Regions from separate parts of the Mus musculus genome. Here all the other regions are linked to region 1. The links are chromatin contacts, called in public Hi-C and capture Hi-C maps. All regions are on one chromosome and are shown on one strand. Each heading gives the region's core, a stretch centred on a gene start, on an enhancer-like site or on the middle of the called end of the contact. The rest is flanking DNA. Distances are from core to core; before and after follow the strand shown. Region 1 has its middle 17 kb from the start of Gm34230. Region 2 overlaps Efna5 (ephrin A5). Region 3 overlaps Fbxl17 (F-box and leucine-rich repeat protein 17).

What was found. A called contact is a pair of places that touch in the nucleus more often than the background predicts. Capture Hi-C pulls out chosen DNA fragments and counts their contacts.
Region 2: a Hi-C map of the N1E-115 cell line shows a contact between it and region 1, with 4 times the contacts expected there. The contact joins two enhancer-like sites. A contact is called at or near these places in 2 of 484 Hi-C or Micro-C datasets (the N1E-115 cell line and granulocyte-monocyte progenitors).
Region 3: a capture Hi-C map of embryonic stem cells shows a contact between it and region 1, with 2.7 times the contacts expected there. The contact joins two enhancer-like sites. A contact is called at or near these places in 1 of 115 datasets of contacts at active chromatin or transcription factors (large pre-B cells) and 1 of 9 other capture datasets (embryonic stem cells).

The regions. Positions count from the first base shown.
Region 1 is chr17:63,006,672-63,010,201 of GRCm38.p6, forward strand. No RefSeq gene overlaps it. Among named protein-coding and RNA genes, the nearest start is that of Gm34230, 17 kb to the right of the region's middle. Within about 2 kb of position 1,745, at least 47 of the 459 cell types and tissues checked have an H3K27ac peak or open chromatin away from gene starts, as enhancers often do. A contact at or near this core is called in the N1E-115 cell line, where this site is marked.
Region 2 is chr17:62,612,958-62,616,487 of GRCm38.p6, forward strand. It overlaps Efna5 (ephrin A5), which reads right to left. Exons shown (of 5, transcript NM_207654.2): 3 at 880-945; 4 at 359-439. Among named protein-coding and RNA genes, the nearest start is that of Gm25800, 160 kb to the left of the region's middle. Within about 2 kb of position 1,529, at least 12 of the 459 cell types and tissues checked have an H3K27ac peak or open chromatin away from gene starts, as enhancers often do. A contact at or near this core is called in the N1E-115 cell line, where this site is marked.
Region 3 is chr17:63,368,334-63,371,863 of GRCm38.p6, forward strand. The region is part of intron 5 of Fbxl17 (F-box and leucine-rich repeat protein 17); the gene reads right to left. Among named protein-coding and RNA genes, the nearest start is that of 4930405O22Rik, 57 kb to the left of the region's middle. Within about 2 kb of position 1,733, at least 35 of the 459 cell types and tissues checked have an H3K27ac peak or open chromatin away from gene starts, as enhancers often do.

The sequences.
Region 1 (3,530 bases), core at 495-2,994:
GAAACTGTGATGCTTAGTATATGCTTGGCCCACGGAGTGGCACTATTTGAAGGTGTGGCCCTGTTGGAGTAGGTGTGTCACCATGGGCATGGGCTATAAGGTCCTTATCCTAGCTGCCTGGAAGCCAGTATTCTGCTAGCAGCCTTCAGATGAAGATGTAGAACTCTCACTCAGCTCCTCCTGCACCATGCCTGCCTGGATGCTGGCATGTTCCCACCTTAATGATACTGGACTGAATTTCTGAACCTGCACACCAGCCCCAATTAAATATTGTCCTTATAAGAGTTGCCTTGGTCATGGTGTCTGTTCACAGCAGTAAAACCCTAACTTAGACAGGGGTGATGGACAGATGTCATGGTCTTGAGCCTTGTGTGATGGGAAAGAGGAAGTTGTTATTTTGGAGAGCACAGCACGTGAGGAGGGATATTTGATAATGGAATATCAAAGATTTAATTTTCAACATAGTGAGTCTGTAATCTCCAATAGAACTCCAAAGGGATGTGAGAGATGTTGGATGTACAAATTTTGGACCAGGAGGGAGATGTCTGCGCTGGAATGTGAATGGGAAGGAAGCCAATATTTAATGCTATGGGGTTCGTGGAGGCAGCAAGGTAATAAAGTCAGAGAGATAGGTGCTCTGAAAAGAAGAGGTGGGGAAAGGAACAACTAGAGAGGGGGTGGGGGCGAGTCAAATGGGGCTCAGGGCAGTGCAGTCCCCTCACAGCTAAGGGGAAGAGGCTTGAGCGGAGGACTTGGATAAGTTTCCACTCTCTGCTTTCTGTATCTGCTAAACGGGAATATTAATGCCCACATGATGTTACTATGGGATTATAAATGAGTTAATCCGTCTAAGAAGTATGTACTAAATGCAGTCTCTGTGCCAGGGACTTGAATTAGAGTAACAGAGAACTCCCCAGCTCAATGAGGAGATTACATATTTGTAAAACACCTAGCCTCACGCTTGACCCCAGAAGTCCTCAATATGGAGCTCTTTGCTCCGCGTAGTAATTGCCTCTGTGAGGCCTATGTGGATTCGCACTCTTCCTTGGCTTCTTGAGACCAATTAAAATTACTTACTGCTCATTAGTCAGAACGGGTAAGCGAGGGAATCTACTTTCTCCAGTTTTTTCAACCATGAGTTTATTGCTATGATACTTCACAGAATGTGTGGATTCCCTTTTTCATATGGGGAACAAAAAAAAATAAAAATAAAAACTCACTTTGGCACTTAAGGACAAGTGTTACCTGGGCTGACCTGAGGAGGCCTTCAGGACACGAGACAGGGAAGTTGCTAGCTCATACAAACCAGGTGCACACAGCTCAGCTTCAACTCGCTCAGCTTCAACTCGCCACCTCCCACATTTAGAAGGCGAGGTAATGAAGCAAGAAACCAATTTCAAAGAGCATGGGGAGGCTTACGGCAGGGCAGCCAGGGACACAGGGACCAGGGCCTGCTCTCTCCCGCTGTGTCATCTGTGGTCTGGGGAAGGAAGCATGGAGATGTTCGTCACATCTACCGTCTTCGGAATACACACGCGGCTTTTCGTCAGTGAGAGTTACAACTTTTATTTTCCCACAAGCCAAGGGTCTCTTCCTTCACTTAGTTTTCTCAGTCTTTCAGAAGCCTGGGGGTCTGGAAGGATGCCTCCTCTTCTTTCCTTCTCCACCCTCTCCCTATAGTGTCTTACAGGCTGCAGCTGACACCAGGCGCCACAGGCAATGTAACCAAGGTAACTCCAAGCCCCAGAGCCCAGTTGAACCTCCCTGGGGGATAGCTGGGAGGCCACAGGCTGCAAGCAGTCAAGGTTGAATAAATGCCCAGCTGCCTTCTCTCTCCCTTGCCATTGCTCTTCCCATCTGAACTGCTGCTGAGGGACGCTCCTTGGAGCCAACTGTTTTCTCTACAGCCCTGGGTGACATTGCACAGGCCATCCAGATTCTCTTACAACGCCTTTGTTTTGATCTGCGCAGCTCTGTGGAGCGTCTTTGGGGCCTTGTCATGTTAACAAAAACAAATGTAATAATATGCACTTAAAAAGGCTCACCCGTTTTGATATTTTAATAAGCTCTTGATTCTATAGGGACCTCTGGAGCTTTTAAAAGTTTAAAGTTAATAAAGAAAGTAAAAGAAAAAAATATGAATTGTTTTTAATTATTATGGTGCAGGATTAACCAGGCCAGTTGTGTATAATTAGACAGTAGCTACCTTGCATAGTAGAGGCAGTAAATAGGCCCAGAGGGGAGCTGCCAGAAGGCTGAGGTGTTTACAAGGCACTAGAGATGTCTTCACCAAGCACATAATTCCCATTGCAGTTACTATTGCTTTTATAATGGATGTGTTCATTACAACCAGAGACACATATGCACATCCATCATCTACCCTGCGCATAGGACTCTGAAGTGCAGGATGGCAGGGAAGGGTGTGTGCTAGACGTTGGTGGGGAAATTATTAGGAGAGGCCATTAGTGTGCAGGTTCGGGTGGTTTTATTTTCGTTGCCTTCAACTGAGAGGAATTTTAAGAGGCTAAAAAAAAATTGCCAAAGGAGTGATAATTAAGATATTGCTAAGACAATTGATTTTGTTTTCTTGAGTGTGCATTTAAAATCGCCCCAGCGATGCTAGTGTCTAAAGCAAAGGGGCCAGCGTTGTAGGGCCTTATTGTGAACTATTCCTGTGTCCATAGAAAACTGACTCCTTAATTCAACAGTTTTGGTTGTTAGCATATATATTTCAGGCATTGTCTCGGGTATAAGAATTAAAATAATGACTCAAGAAAGAATAGCTATTTTTCTTTTCCAGGATTCTATACAGGCCATGCTTCCAAATCTACCAGAGAGTGGTCAAAACTCACTGGCTCCCTCCCTAGACTTGATGATCTGGGGTAGTATCTCCAGGGGGGTAGCCTGGCACTCTAGGGGGGTAGCCTGGGCATATAATTTGGGGAACTTGTTTGGGCTATTCTGGTAGATTCTGACTCTGGGGAGCAGAGTGATAATTAAAAAATGAAATGTGTCGAGTGCCAAAAAAACAAGGGTCTTCCGTGAGCTTCCCACCCTCTACTCTTGTAAGCAGATGAAAATGCCCTTTCTGGATTTCCGTCTTAACAGGCAGAGTTCCCAGGAAGCAGTCTCTGAGGAGGAAGGGTATAAAGGCATGGTCTCAGGACAGATAAAGCGTAGCTGGGGATAAAACGAATCAGCCGTCGCCCATTTCCAGGAAAGCAACCTTGTCCAGCTTTAGCATTATTTCTAGGGAGTCAATGACTGACAGTTAGGGGTTGTCGCCTCCAGAACAAAGGCCTCTCTCCAACAGGGCCATCCAACACTACACATCATAGCATCCTACATAGATTTAAAATGTAGGTTAGGAGTACTCCACAAGATAAGAAGCTATTCATTGTTTTGCCTTAGTCCATAAATAAGTGTGCTTTTGACAAGAACTTTTGGATGTTATTCATTTTTGTTATAAGAATCATCTGGTAACGATTATCTGTCACACCATGAGTTCCAGTGCTGGTTGGACTGCCCCA
Region 2 (3,530 bases), core at 279-2,778, 390 kb before region 1:
TAGAAATGTTTTCTGTCTTGTATGAAAACTGGCTTTATATGTACTGTGATCCATTGACACACGTGAGGCTGTGGTAGAAGACAGTGGGATTTTAGTATTTAGGGCTTCTATATTAGAATAACTGCTTCCAATGGGACCCATGTCCAAGAAAGAAAAGTTGTACTCTATCTAGCATGCACTACACAAAAATACTGGAGGAATGAGATAGAAGATAAGTAATATTAGCAAGCGGCTAGCAATGGGCAGAAGCAGAAACAACGGGCGCATGCACGCATGCAGAAAGGAAGAAAGGAAAACCAGGACTAAGGCACCGGAGAGAGATGCGTTGGTTAACAAGAGATTCTCTAAGCATACTAACCTGCTGGTTCTAATGAATTTTCTACTTTGTCGTTAACATCGAAAACACGATCATGAACACCTATAGTTTTCATACAGCTATCTATAACGAAAATAGAGATAACAGCCAAATATGTTAGTGAAGACACCCTTAAACTCCCACTTCCTCTTTTTTTTTCTTTCTCTCTATCGTTTCCTTTTATTAATGTAGAGATTGTTTCATTACAATCCATGGCATGTATCCACATGCCAGTATCGTTCCCGTTTGCTGTGTGCATGGACAACAGTCTGAGAAACAACAAGTTAGCAACTGCTGGGTCCTTCGATACACGAAATAAAAAAGCATCATGAGGAATGAGGAAAAAAAATATGATGGAAAACTCAAACATGGATGTGGATATACAAAACAGGTACCACACACGTCTCGACAGTAAAAATAAATAGATAAAACAGAATGAAACAGAATTTTACCGCTGTGAACCAGACCATAGGATGGAGCATGCGCAGTGAGGGGGACCCTCAGAAGCTCTTTCTAGAACTTACTTGTTGGTCTCACAAAGACTTTGAGCTTTAGACAGGACCTTCTTCCGTTGTCTGGGATTGCAGAGGCTGTGGGTGAGGCAAAGAGAGAGGGCAGAAGAAAAAGGAGAGAATAACAACTCATTACTCTTTGTTTTACACATGCGAATAAATGCTCTACTCAAACTCTTGCGGGATATACACTTGTCTGCGTCTTGTCCTGAAGTTAAAACAAACAATACTTTCCAGACTGAGCTAAATGCTATAGGAAGGCGACTCTCATATTCCCATCTTTTTTTTTTTTTCCCCAAAACAATAAAGGAAGAATCATGCAGGAATGTGGTAATCTATAGGAAAATGCTTAGGACTTCTATTTCAAAGTCACTCACTCCCCTTTCACTTGATCTGCTATCAATTTTCTCTAAATCGGGAGGGATAATGCCTGAACTCTCTTGCTTCAGGAACAGCTCCTCAACCACAGGGAAAAAAAAAAAAAAGAGCCCAGCAGAGCCCCACAGTGAGAGTGCTGTCAAAACCCGTAACAGACAGTTACAAGGCGGACTTCAACTTGACCTACTTCTGCTGGGGAAAGCAGAGCTTTGTCTGTCCTGAAAGCTTGTCTGTCAGTGCTCCGCAGCAGGTAATTCAATTAGAGGTTTTACTGGGGAATTTGGCTGTGCTTTCTTCTATATGACTGGCTGAACCCGGCGACTCCGCAGTGCTGTTGTGAGCACAATATGCTATTGAGAAAGCACCGTGTTCTATCAGCATGTTTATCTTCTCTTAATTTTCCACAGAGAAGGATGGAATTAATAAAATTAGGGTTAACAAAGACACGACAACATGTTTCAAGTTATACATCATCTGAGGAAGAGACTTTCTTCTCCTCGGGATAAGATCATATACTTTCCCTACTTTTAAAGATTATCTCCACTTGGTACACTTGCCGAGTAATGCCAAAGGGACCCTGACGGGCAGTCAGACCATCAACAGCCACATGTGTTTACTAATGTTGTCTAGGAACAACAACAACAAAAAAAAAAATCACAGAAACGAAGGCCACATACTCTCTTCCCTGCTTCAAGTGGTTTCTTTGTTCAGCAAAGCAGCTGACATCAATCAAAATGCACATGGCTTAAAATTAGTTGGGGAATCCTGAAAGTGACAAAGAGAGAGAGAGCCAGCATTTCGTACGCCTCCTCTTCTCTTCTACCTTCCTGTTATTCTTCATGAGGAGCTCAGAAAAAAAAAATGTTCGTTTTGAGGCAAGAGTGGAGCTACAAACTTCTGCATGAGCGTCCTCATTTATGGAGTTACAGGCCCATGCAAATCTCCTGCAGAACACACGCATCCAACAGCTAAAGGACATCAGATACTAAAGGACCACCACTGTCACTACTCAACACCTGCTGGAACTCTTGAGACAGAATATGGAGAAAAGATGCTTCTGGCCTTCTGCATCTATCCTGCTCTTCCTGACAGGCAGCTAAGAACTGTTAACAGCTGGCTTGGCCACAGGCTCCCATTAAATCAAAGTTGGGAAAACTCCCCCTACTGACATTAGCGGTAACTAGTGTGTTATTTAGGGCACAATATCTTTGCACTCTGGTTTGATCCAGGAAATGGCCTTGCTTCCCTATGGGCCTCCACTGCAAGCGCACATGCCACAAATACAGTACACGCAGCAGCTGACTCCAGTTCCTTACAAAGCCCCCGGTTACCCGTTAGTCATGAGAGGCAGTGGGAGAACTACCATTGTACTCATCTGAGTTGAGATAAACTTAACTTCTTCAAACTTTGTGAGCTTGTTGTACCACATGAAAACGACTGATGTCAATATGCTAGTTCAAGATATGCAGGGTCAAAGCAGTGTCAAATGTATAATTGTCTCAATAAGGGTTTGGGGGTTCTGTTTGTTTAATGGAGGCTTTTCAGACTTTTAACTAAGAAAGCTGAACCTAGGACATTAACTTATTGCAGAGCATATCAGAGAAACTACATAGAAGCCCGTGACGACACATTAAGAAACACTAGAGCAGTGTCTCACCAGTGCACAGACAGTGACATGAGCTTCCTTGGCTATTGAATAAACTGACTTCTTCTGTGAATTAAAGATCCCAAATGTACTTCTACACAGTGGAAAATAAGGGGCTTATTTCCCCAGTCTCTCTCTCCTCCATTATTCATCTCTCAGCAGGAAAGCTCTCGAACAGTAACGGGACTGACGCCATGCGATACTGTTTGGCTACTGACTTTAATCCTTCGAAACATCTACGCGCAAAGAATATCCATACATGATGCACTTTGTGAGTTCCTTGTACATTTGGAGTCAAGAAGTTAGAAGTAGGGCAAGAGGAATCACTGAAACAAAGAAAACCTCTCATTCTCCCACCTTATGGACCTATTTTATGAGCCTCCCATAGGCCCCATCCCTGGAAAGTACAAAACACTAAGATCTATAATGGAATACAAGCTGGGAGCCGCTGCTTCTCCATCTTTGGAATACTGATATGGCCACGCAGGCCTTGACTTCACTTACAATCTCAGAGGCCCACAGTTCAACCTTTCCAGGAGCCTCATTCCTTTGGTGTCTCAGTGCTCAAATAAGCTTGGCTCAGCATTTAATCAGTGTGGCACCTACTAAGGACACCACATTCCTGGCCCCCAAGTTAGTA
Region 3 (3,530 bases), core at 483-2,982, 360 kb after region 1:
TCTTGAAGCAGATGTGCTGACCCTTTGGCTCTGACCATTTGAAGGAAGGGGGACTCTAAAGGCAAGCATGCCTAGGATCAGCACAAAGCAAAAGGCAAGAAAGGAAGAGGGTGGGAGTTTGCAACAACAACAGCAGCAGCAACAATGTTGCAGTCTATCTGAAGGAAGCTCATACATAACCCAGAAGCAGGAATACTTGCAAGAGTATAGTTGTATTCTGCTAAAACCCACCGTGCTAGCCATGTCTCGTTTCCTCTTTGAGCCTGATGAAAGTTACAACTCGAGCAGCTCCCTCAGGCACGGGGCATTTGTTCCATTGTTAAAATCCAAGACTGAGTGGCAATTCCGTCCTGACACAAGGAACCCTGATCAACACAGTCAGCAAGCACTTCCTCCAGCTCCCTTGAGAAGCTGCTCCTTACGTTGGTAGGAGGGAGGAGGACTGGCAATCACCTGCTGTGCTACAACCAACTCACGAGGTCTGTGATGGTAGAGCCTGTGGCCGGCAGCTTCTGTGTAATGACTGCGGTGCCCCTTGGCTGCCAAGCACAAACTCATGGCGTGTAACTGTCTTCTGGGTTCTCCACTGTGCTCCATCTTACTGTCCCGGACCGATGGGGAGCTTGGAGCCAAACTAAAACCCAGATATCACTGTGGGAAGTAATGGATAAGGACATAGAGGCCAACGTATTGATGCTTCACGTGCACGTTCTGGACAACCTACTCCAAGTAAGGCTGTCTGACTCACACGGAGAAGCTAAGGAAAAGTCATTCCCATTTTCAAAGAATGAAAAAGGCACAACAGTCAGGGTTCTTCCCGGTATCCAGGAACTCTCTTACACTGTTGGAGTATGTTCTAGACAGCCATTATAAACCATTGTTACAATTACAAGAAATACAAGAGCCTTTGGGTTCTCTGTGCCTTAAAATCATCATGGCATGCACTGTGAATAATTTATGAATGCATATGTAGCCAGGATGCACGTCAGCGCTTCCCTGAAGCTCACAAGGCTAGCCCAGGGCAATAAATGTATTGCTTAAAAAATGAGACAGTTAATTAAAAACAGAATACTATTAAGACAGATCATCACTAGAATTAACAATGTTTTAATAAATTGTTTTAAAACAATTAGATTCTTCACAATAAACATTTACTTGAAAGAAATAAACACGTTCACCTTTTCTTAATACTTATTTTCTGACTAAATTACTAGGTTGTTATCAATGAGCCCCAAGTCTGATTTCTTTACTGAAGCAGTCTGATCTGCTGATTTATAAATGGGACCTCATGTATGTCAACATCACTATTTTATAAGCCACAAAAGAAATGTAATTGAATCACACTGATCCACAAATAACATTTTCATCACAACTGTATCAACTAATTTTAAAGAACAAAACTGAATGGAAGTAACATCTCACACAGTCCATTCTTGGATACAGACTGAGCACAAGTGTCTGAGGACAAATGAAGTGACATTGAAATCCTCTTCGTAAGAGTGTCTGCAAGGACACTCACAACTTATAAACAAGTGTGTGGTGAAAACCCAAGGAGTGGAAGAAGACGCCATCGCTCAGTAAAATAGCATTTAAAGCCCAACACCAGAATTAGGCAAAGCCCTTTCACAAAGCCCTGTCAGCTCTTCTCATTTTCTTTATATACTTCTGTTAAGCCGGAAGCAACAACTCTTTCAAAGGAGGGAGCCACGGAAGAACTCATTTGTCCACTTCACTCACTGGGACTTCCCCAGGTCGGTCAACTAGAAGATGACCTCATTTATTTTGCTGGTGTCACATTGCTACATCTTGCTATTTCTGTGGCTAAAGTGAAAATGTAGCACAAACAAATACATATAGCTAGAGCGTGAGGGACAGAGGCATAAATGTGGAGAGGGTTCCACAGCAGGTGTCACCACCCAACACAGACCAAAGAGCAGATGTGAAGAGTTACTACGCCTGACTGGAGAAAGAAAAGGCCAGACACTGACTTGGAAAATAAAAATAAGCTAGAACACTATATCCCTGTTAGTGTAGCAGTGTAGAAAAACTCATTGTAAATAATTTTTAAAGACTATTTCAGCAGCTCAGTGTGTTAGTTGAAATCATTAAACATCTTCAAGGGATGAGCAGGAAATGGGACCACAGCACACAGGCTTAGGAGCACACACAGTTATTAATCTTACCTTTCCTCAGGGAGGACACTGGGTAGAAAGTGGGGCTTTAAGTTTTAAGTAATGTTTGACTTAAATTTTATTTTACACTTTCAAATGAAACAGCAGCTAGAACTAGAGTTCTACAAAACCTCTGTAGGTCACAATAAAGTAATTTGTTTTATCCAATTTTATAATTTGTCTTACTGTAAATGCTAAGTACTCTTCCTTATATAATGAAAATAAATATTACATCATCACCCGACTGCATGGGAGGAAATCAAGGCAGACAGCCGAGGTGACTTGCCCAGTGTGGCTACTCAGCAGTCGTGCAATTAGCTTGGATGACTGTGATAAATAGTTTGCTGCCCTTTGCAAACTTTTAGGAAAAAAGTCAATTAATCGATCTTACCAGGTCTACAGAACCCATTGTCTCCCAGTCGGCTTTTGTCTTAGAATGGAAACCCTAACAAGCCAGCAAATGCCTTTCCAGTACGCACTGTGTGATATGCACTAGGGCATTCCTCAAAGCAATCTAAGAACATAGTTTCTACATTTCAAAATATCATTCAGGCACATATAACTTATCAGAAACAAATGAAGTGGTCATCTATGACTAAAGATAGCATCACCCTCTAAACCAGAACACTCTATTCTTAGAACAAGACACTAAAAGTGACCAGCTGTTTGGAAACTTAAAAAGGCAACAAAGTTCATCTTTCATTTCTGGTCTCTGAATAAACAAGAAAAGGAAGACAAAATTGAGTTAGCTGCATGAATGATCATGTTTTCCGTTACTTATGTTAAATCGACTGAAGAAAAATCCATTTTGTGTTCCTTTAAGAAATGGTTCATATTTTCAAGCATAAGCACTTTTTAAAGTGAGTGCTTTGTTTTCAACTTCTCCTAATGTTACTAGGGTCAGGAAACGATCAGGAGTTTGGGCATTTTCCTTAGGTTGTAGAGAGCTCAGGAGTTTGGGCATTTTCCTTAGGTTGTAGAGAGCCTCCCAAGGAAAGCTGGCTTAGAAACCAGCTGCATTTCAAAGAATCACGTTAGCCGTTACTTTACACACACTCAGCTCAACCTGATTTAGCAAATCCCACAAAATTCATCAATGTTACTAATATACAGAATAGCTTAAAAAGCACACATAATGTATTTACATACAGCACTAATCATCCTTCCAACTTTAGCATACCCATGGTATCTAACTCATAAAGGATGTATAATTTTAATAAACCAATGGTATAAAAATGAAACTTTTGACAAATTCTTCAGCATCTTCATCAATGTCCACTTAATGTCAATGACTATATAAAGTTATTTGTGAGCTGACTGGACCTCTACACTTTACTGTGTCTCTGTGCCACAAGCTCA